Linked DNA regions of Sus scrofa: region 1 is linked to region 2. Evidence: chromatin contacts called from public Hi-C data. All regions are on one chromosome and are shown on one strand. The core of a region is the stretch at or near the end of the contact, and the rest is flanking DNA. Distances in the headings are between cores, read along the strand shown.

What was found. A called contact is a pair of places that touch in the nucleus more often than the background predicts.
Region 1: a contact with region 2 is called in a Hi-C map of skeletal muscle, with 5 times the contacts expected there. The contact joins the promoter of PARG here to the promoter of LOC100522401 in region 2. A contact is called at or near these places in 2 of 5 promoter capture datasets (fetal liver and liver), 24 of 47 Hi-C or Micro-C datasets (alveolar macrophages, blood, embryonic fibroblasts and 12 more) and 2 of 2 datasets of contacts at active chromatin or transcription factors (alveolar macrophages and skeletal muscle).

What each region holds. Positions count from the first base shown.
Region 1 is chr14:90,478,904-90,483,110 of Sscrofa11.1, forward strand. PARG (poly(ADP-ribose) glycohydrolase) reads right to left here and starts at 2,112. Exons shown (of 18, transcript XM_005671222.3): 1 at 2,025-2,112. It overlaps LOC100157391 (mitochondrial import inner membrane translocase subunit Tim23), which reads left to right and starts at 2,052. Exons shown (of 7, transcript XM_001926555.6): 1 at 2,052-2,398. The coding sequence starts at 2,293.
Region 2 is chr14:90,580,395-90,584,740 of Sscrofa11.1, forward strand. LOC100522401 (WASH complex subunit 2A) reads left to right here and starts at 2,005. Exons shown (of 33, transcript XM_003133111.6): 1 at 2,005-2,153; 2 at 2,242-2,364; 3 at 3,285-3,449. The coding sequence starts at 2,151.

The DNA.
Region 1 (4,207 bases), core at 862-3,361, 100 kb before region 2:
GTGAAATATACTATGGTTTGCAGTCAGAAAAATCCAAAGACCACTGAGCGAGGCCAGGGATCGAACCCATGCCTTCATGGATGCTAGGTGGGTTCATTAACCACTGAGCCACTATGGGAATTCCCCCAGCCTCTTACACTACTGACCAGTGCATTCTCCTTGAAATATTCTCATCCCTGCATGACACAATCAAAGCCAGGTTTCCCTCCTACTTCTTTGGCTGCTTCTTTTTTTTTTCCTGGCAGCACCCACATTATGAGGAAGTTCCTGGGCCTAGGATCAAACTGGCACCACAGTTGCAGCCGGCACCACAGTTACAGCCTATGCCACAACTGCAGCAATGCCAAATCTTTAACCTGCTGCACCACAAGGGACCCTCTCAGTCCACTCTTAAATGACAGTGTTTCTAGAGTTTCTTTTCTAGGTCGCCTTTATTTTCACTACATGCTTTATATGATCTAACCTACTTCCATGGCATCAACTATCATGTTTATGCCAAGAACTCCAAAACCTATATTTCCATCACAGAAATATTTCCTGGGGTACAAACCCACGTATCCCATTCTCTCCAGAATCCATCCACTCTTCATCTTTCCTACAGTCTGAAACCAAGTATAAACCATCATGATCTCCTATCTAGAGTAACTCCTTAACTAGTCTTGTGCCCGCACTTCTGCTCCCTTTCAATCTATTCTTCATTTTCCACATACCAGGGAAGGACCTTTAAAATATATACATTTTAATAAACTATATGTATTTTTGATACATATATATCTCCAATCAAGTCCAATCAGGATAAAGCTCAAACCTCTTAGCATTGCCCAATATGATCTGATCTTTGTCTACTTCTTTGCAATCCCATCTCTCACTGCTCTCTGGACAACCTACATCAGCTGCACTGTGGGATCACTTCCTTAACTTCCTCTTCATCTAAATAACTCATCACTCTTCAGTCCTCAGAATAAGATCCTCACCTTCTGGCTAGGAGATTATCTTTGACCTTCAAACTAGATCAGGCACATCTGACGTCTTATCCTAACTATCTGTCTCATATACTGGAACATCCATTACCCTTTATTATATTTACCTCTGCCATTGTCTACCTCTTCTGATAGATTTTAGGGTCTGAAAACAGACCAAGTTACCTTTGTTCACCACTGTATGTCAAAGACGGGTGTAAAGCCAGTAAGACTAAGGGCTCTCCACCCAGAGACTGAGAATTAAAACTGAGGACAGCTGTGACTTTCTTTGTAACTTTCTTTATATCTAGAGACTGAAGCTTCAGGTAAAAGATTAAACCTCCTTAACGACCAAGGCAATTCCAATTAAACCCAAGGAAAGCAAACAGGTGGAGTCTCTCGCCGCTTCCCATGCTGAGTGACTGCTTGTCAGGGGTTCTCACACCACCAATCGCCACGGGGAAAATGGGGCCCCATTCCCCGACTAGTGGCCTTGATGGCTCAGCAAGGGGACCTCAGCGTTCAGAGTGATGCATACAAGACCAGAAAATGGGGGGCTGTAGTCCCTGGGTCCTCGGAGACCAAGAAGAGCTTTGGGCCAAGGCGAAGGACAAAGAGCTTTATTTCCCCACGTACCAAGCGAGGTGGCGCTGCCTCTGTGCGGTCCCGCCCGCCCCGAGACGCAGCCTGACGAGGACGGCGGGACCCTGAACTGCACGGGAGCGTCCTTGGAATCGAGGACGCGCCTCTGCCTGCTGGGGAAGCTCCGGGCGTCCGAGGCGGCCGGCGGAGAAGTTGCAGCGGCGCCCCAGCGGGGTCGCTTGGTGCAGGGCTCACAGCCGGGGCCCGCACTCATGCTGGGACCCGCAGCGAACAGTCCCCGGGCCAGCCAGGGCGGAGAGCCTCATTCACTAACCCGGAGAGGGACGGACTGCGCCTCCTTCTCGGCGCCTCCCGGCACCATGCCCTCTCTGCTGCTGCCTGCGTCTGCAGCTGCTGTTCCGTAGGCCTCCCGAGCCAGGCCCTATCCAGTCGCCTGCCTTCCCTCTTCCACAGGCACCCCACCTGCCTCAGGATGCGCCGCTTTGATTTTCTTGCTCCGTTCACTTTCCCACCACCGGAAAGCTGCCGTCAGGCGCTTCCGGTTTCCGGGACGTACGCTGTCGCAAAGCGGAAATGTGAGGTTTAGGTGCTGCCGGCGCCCGGAAGGTCAGCGTGTGAAGGAGGTGGTGGTAACGCGGGTTTCACCCGCTGTTACAGAGGAGCAACGGCCGAGCGGACGATCCCGGCCTGAGCAGCGGGGAGAAGCAGACCGGTAGTTTGCTGCAGTACCATGGAGGGCGGTGGAGGAAGCGGCAACAAAACCACAGGGGGATTGGCCGGCTTTTTCGGAGCCGGCGGAGCTGGCTACTCGCACGCGGATCTGGCGGGAGTCCCGCGTAAGTATCGGGCCTAGCTTACGAACATTTCTGACTGGTTCTTGCCACCACGCCAAACCTGCGGCGTGCCCTGTCCTTTTTTTGCTAGCGGTCACAAGCTTCAGTAGCAATCGTGGGGTTGGTGTATCTCCGGGGCCGCTCTTTCGACATCGAACGAATTTTTGGAGCCATAGATCCGGAGAAGGTTTCTGTGGTTGTCCTGGATCATGTCAACCAGGAGATGCTGCATGTTTTCTTCCTTTTATATTCAAGCTTTCTGCCTTCTCTTTCCTCTCGCACATTCCTGTATATTGGGCCTTGTGCTTGGCTCTAGGTGAAAAAGAAAACCCCCTTCTGCAAGTAAATGCATTCCAAATACCGAGTTCATAGATAACTTTTTAGCTCAAAGTCGCATATTCTAAAACCACAAGTAGCCGTCAGGGCCACTCATGCATACAGGGGAGAAAGAAACATGATTCGAGACAACTAGGGGAACACGGAAGAGAGCTGAATTTTAAAGGTAATTTATAGACAAGAAAGAAGCCAATATGAATTTTAGGAAGGGAAATACGTACAATCGAGGGTGCTGGAAGCACGAATGCCCTGCCTGTGCGCTCCTCAGTACAAAGAATGTGTATTCTAGATCTTTGAAATTATCTAACTGGGTATTCAACTGGATGACTAGAACTTGGACCTAAAAATAGGAAGTTGGTGGAGGATAAGCGTTTTATAAAACTATTTTCTCTTTTAAGAATTTTCGTACTACTTCTTTAGGTCTTTTATGCTCAGAAACCAAAAAAGCTTTTTTTTTTTTAAACACGCTTAGAAGTTCCTAGTGTGACCTGTATCAAAACTGAATTTAGGGCGTAGTTTGTATATGATAACTTATAGAACAGAACTGTAGGGAGTTTGTGTATAATAAGTCACAGGAGCTCCGCATTTGGAGCACAAAGGGCTCTGCTTTAATGTGAAAAACCATTGTTACATTAATTGAAATTTGAAGGTAAATTAAAAGATGGAGTCAATACCATTTATTGAGTACTGTAGATGGATTTTTCTGGGTGCAGAACTAAGACAGTTAAATTTAAAAAGATGATTGCTGTTTTTGTGGACCTTACATCCTATTGAAGTGAGCCAGGTAACAAAAATGTTTCAGTGACACACTTATCACTAAGTGTCTGAAGGCAATAAAGCAGGATCTTGAGATGGTAGGAACTGGAAGCCTTTTAAGAACAGATCAGGGAAAGCAACTCAGGGGTGCTGGCTTTTGAGCTGTGACCTGAATACAGTACAAATGTGGGGAAGGGTAAGTGTTGAAGGAAACAAACCATTAAGCCGTTGTGTCTACACAATGGTGTAGAAGGTGGTGTGATAGAAGATAATGAGATTTAGAAGGGCAAGGAATGGCAGCCAATGTGCTGTTTATTAAGCCTTTTAAGGAGTCTAGTTAGGTAGGAGATGGTTAGGATGTGAGCCTTAGTGCTTAGATCAGGATGGTAGCAATAAAGATGGTAAGGAACACAGTTCGGGATAGGTATTGTTTATACAACTAATAAGACTTGCAGTCGATTCTGGATAATGAGTAGAGTCCTGGGTAATGGGTAGATTTGTGAACAATCAGCTGAGATGCAGGAGGATCCAAAGTTTAAATTTTAAACATGAGAAAGTTGATTTTCCCTGATTTGTCTATCTTCAAAGTTAGTGGAATTCAAGTCTGGGCCTCTCAGAGGTCCCATTTTCTTTTGCCATGACCCCCATCCCTGTGGTGAAGACCTACGAATTCTGTATCCTGTAAATCAGTCCTGTCAGCAACTGTCAACACGAAGATCT
Region 2 (4,346 bases), core at 755-3,254:
TGCAGTGGGTCAAGGATCTGGCATTATCACTGTAGAAGCTTGGGTCACTGCTGTGGTGTAGGTTTGATTTCTAACCCAGGAACTTGCATATGCTGCAGGCACTGCTAAAAAAAAAACCCCACAAAAACAAACAAACAAACAAACAAAAAACCAACAATGAAGTTCTCTTAAGAAACTAAGACTAGCTATAGTGTAACATAGTGGCTAATGGTGTAGGTTCCTGGCTCTGCTTCATTACTAGTTGTCCAACCCTGAGTAAGTTATTCTCTTTGTGCCTCAGTTTCCCCACTGTAAAATATGGGGATAACAGTAACCACCTCACAGAGTCATTGTGAGAATTAAATGAATTAATACATATAAAGCAGTTGATACATTATATGTGCTTCATAAATGTTAGACATTATTATTAAAAAGGATAGATAAGTAAATTACAATACACTTATGATAGTCTACGGTGAATATTTGTGTGAACCCTTAGAAAATAACTGAGGGGGGCATTTAAAATTATCCTTGGGAATTAGGGAAGTCTTCACTAGAGAGACAGAGGCAAAAACAATGGAAAGCTCAAGAGTTTGATAAACAGAGGCCACTGAGGAAGTGGTAAAATCTATGTTTAATGCTCACAGTATGGTAGGCATTGTGCTGTTTACAAATGTTACCACAGTTCCTGCAAAACATGTAACTTCCTTTTACTGAGGAGGAAAACTCATAAGGATTAAAATAACTTGCCCATGGGCACATAAGAATGGAAAGAAATGGAGTTCCGACTGTGGCATGGGCGTCGTGGAAGCCCTGGGACATAGGTTTGACACCCCGCCCCAGAGGATCCCAGGATGGCCAAAGGATCCCAGGTGGCCAGAGCTGCGCTTAGGTCGCAACTGCGACTCGATCTGATCCCTGGCCTAGAAACTCCACATGCTGTGGAGTGGCCAAAAAAGAAAAACAAAAAAACAAAACCGAAAAAGAATGGAAAGAAATAGGGATCTTCATTTTAAAAAGTAAGTTGGTCTGGAGGAAGAGGGACTCCGCAGAGGGAACTTCAAGGAAGTGTGAGGGGTCGCAGAACGCTGGTGGGGAAGCTGGGCACGTTGAAGAAGGATTCGTAGGCAGGAATCAGATATTAAAGGGCTTTTGCCTGTTATATGAGGAGTTTGAACTTGAATCTGAGGGCACTGGCTAGCGAGTAAAGGATTTTAAACAGTCACCATCCAGTAAATCTGGGCGCCTGTGCGCTGACCCCGCGACAGGCAGCAGAGATGCAGCAAGGAAGAGATGCAGCAGCGAGCTCTTCCTCTGCCCACCGCCTGGAACGTTTAAAACTCCTAGGCTGGTTCTCCCTTTGGCCCTTCTCTCTAAACATACCTCGCTGCCAGGCGTTTCCGGGCTGATCACACCCTGCCAACTGCCCTCTAGCTTAAAATGCAACCCGTCGGACGCACCCCTTCAGCTCCCCCTGGCGTCTGCACCCTTCCTTTCTCCAACTCCCGCCACCATAGCCCGGCTGCAGGCTTTTTTTCTTTTAGTGAAATAGATTTTTAAAAATTTACTTTATTCAAGTATATTTGCTTTACAATGTTTCAAATTCTGCTGTATAACGGTGATTCAGTTATACACACATTTTTTCATATTCTTTTTCTATTAAAGTTTATCACAGGATATTCAATATAGTTCCCTGGGCTATACAATAGAAGTTTGTTTTTTACACATTCCGTACATTAGTCACCATCTGCTAATCCCTAACTCCCCAGCCATCCCTTCCGGACCCCCCTCCGCAATCACAAATTCTCTGTGAACGTGAGTCTGTTTCATAGATAGGCTCATTTATGTCATATATATATCACATCTAAGTGATATATGATAGGTGTCTTTCTGACTTACTTCACTTAGTATGATAACTTCTAGGTCCATCCATGTGGCCACAGGCCTCTTAGAAGAGGTCTAGTGTCCCCAGCCGGCTTCTGCACCTTCCTTCCGGCAGTCCGGCAGCCATCCACTGCCGGTCACATGAGGGGCAGGTCACCGGCGCCGGGGTCATGTGATCTACAGTCACGTGCCTGAGGCACCACTGAGAAGTTCGGCTTCCAGAGACCTTCCAGGCTCAGCGGGTGCGTCCTGCGGGCCCTTGGAGCCCGTGAGGCTGCGCGGCGAGGATGGTGAGAGTGGCAGGTTGGGTGAGGGTTGGGCCCCGGCCCCCTCTGCCCTCCCGGAGCTCAGCGCCTCTTCTCGTCCTTCCCGCTGCAGATGAACCAGACCACCCCCGACCAGGAGCGGGCGCCGGCGTCGGAGCCCGTGTGGGAGCGGCCCTGGTCGGTGGAAGAGATCCGCAGAAGCAGCCAAAGCTGGTCGCTGGCGGCCGACGCGGGCGTGAGAGGCGGGCCCAGGGACGGGAGGGGAGGGCGACTCATCCGGGGTGATGCGGGAGGGAGGATGGGACTCCCCATAAACATCGACTTAACACATCTCTTCTTGCCCTCAAAAACTCCCCGGCGGCAATCCCCAGGCACTTGGGCGGTGGTGGGCCGGTTGTCCTTAGCCCTCTGAGCGCTCCCAAGCAGACAGCGGCCTGGACACCCGGCTGTTTTCCTCGTTGGGGTTTTCCAGACCGGCAACCAACTCCATCCTGAGCTGGGAAATCGGCTTCCGCCGCTCCGCAGGCTTACAATGGCATTACTTCGTCAATTCCATGTTGGGACCTGGACTGAGTGGGGCAGTAGAAAAACTAGTATATGGATATCCTTGAGTGAGACTTTTTAGCTAAGGGCCCACCCAGTAAACTGAAAATGGTCATTCCAAAGTCCCATTTGAAGTAGGATTTTTGGATAAAAGTAGTGGTTTGTTGTTTTGGCTTTCGTTTGCAATCCCTGTAGAATGACAACCAAACAGGACTTAAAAATTCCTCCCAAAATGAGATGGCAAGTATCCGTTGACTCGTTGCCGCTGTTTTGATGAACTTTCTTTTTTTTTTTTTTTTTTTTTAAGGGCCACACCCGCGGCATATGGAGGTTCCCAGGCTTGGGGTGGAATCCGAGCTGTAGCTGCTGGCCTAGGTACTCCACATCCACAGCCCTGACAGATCTGAGACACGTCTGCGATCTACACCACAGCTCAAGGCTGATGAACTTTCTTAATGTTTTTTGATGCTACTTGGTCATAAAGCTGTCAAAAGCAGAATCCCTTTTACATTCCAACACACACACACAAAAGGAAATGGGTTCTTTCCTGTTTTGATATGCAGAATAGATGTGTATAATATTGATACTACTGTATGTTTATTTTTTAAATAGCTGCTACAGTTTCTACAGGAATTCTCACAGCAGACTATCTCTAGGACCCATGAAATCAAGAAACAAGTGGATGGACTAATTCGGGAAACTAAAGCCACAGATTGTCGCCTGCATAATGTCTTCAATGACTTCCTTATGCTGTCTAATACCCAGTTCATTGAGAACGTGAGTCAGATTTATAAATAAATACTACTTTTAGGAGGAGCAAGAGCCATTGTAATACTCCATGATCTATTATTAGGTTCTCTACTAAATTTTGGTGGAAGTAGTGGTTCTTTATAATTAATGCCTCACCCCCTTTTTTATTAGTAAATTTTTTTAAGCCTTTGAAAAAACCTAATGATAAAATTTCCTCATATTCCAGTGTTTCCATCGGTTTTTGGTTTTGGAGTAGTCGGTGTTGTGCAGAATTGCATGACACTCCAACAAACCTTGTTATTGAGCATACTCTGTACGGAGCTGTACAACTGGTCTGATCCTCTGGGCACCAGTGTATTATTGATTGTATCCAATATTGATAAGTTATAGTAAAGTCGTGTGTGTGTCTACTTGGAATATTCCCAACTAACATTTTGTTATGATGGCTGAACCTATGTTGTTGTTGTTATTTCGCTTTTTAGGGCTGCACCAAAGGCATATGGAAGTTCCCAGGCTAGGTGTCTAATTGGAGCTATAAGCTGCCAACCTGCACCACAGCCACAGCAATGTGGGATCTGAGCTGAATCTGCGATGTACACCACAGCTCACGGGAATGACAGAGCCTCAATCCACTGAGCAAGGTCAGGGATCAAACCTCATGGATACTTGTCTGGTTCATTACTGCTGAGCAACAGGAACTCCAACGTTCTTTTAGTTTTTAAAAAACTTTTTAGGGAGTTGCCATTGTGGCACAGTAGGAATGAATTCAGCTAGTATGCATGAAGATGTGGGTTTGATCCCTGGCCTCACTTAGTGGGTTAAAGATCCGGCCTTGCCATGAGCTGTGGTGTAGGTTGCAGGTGCAGCTCCGATCCCATGTTGCTATGGTTGTGGTGCAGGCCAGCAGCTGTAGCTCTGATTCAT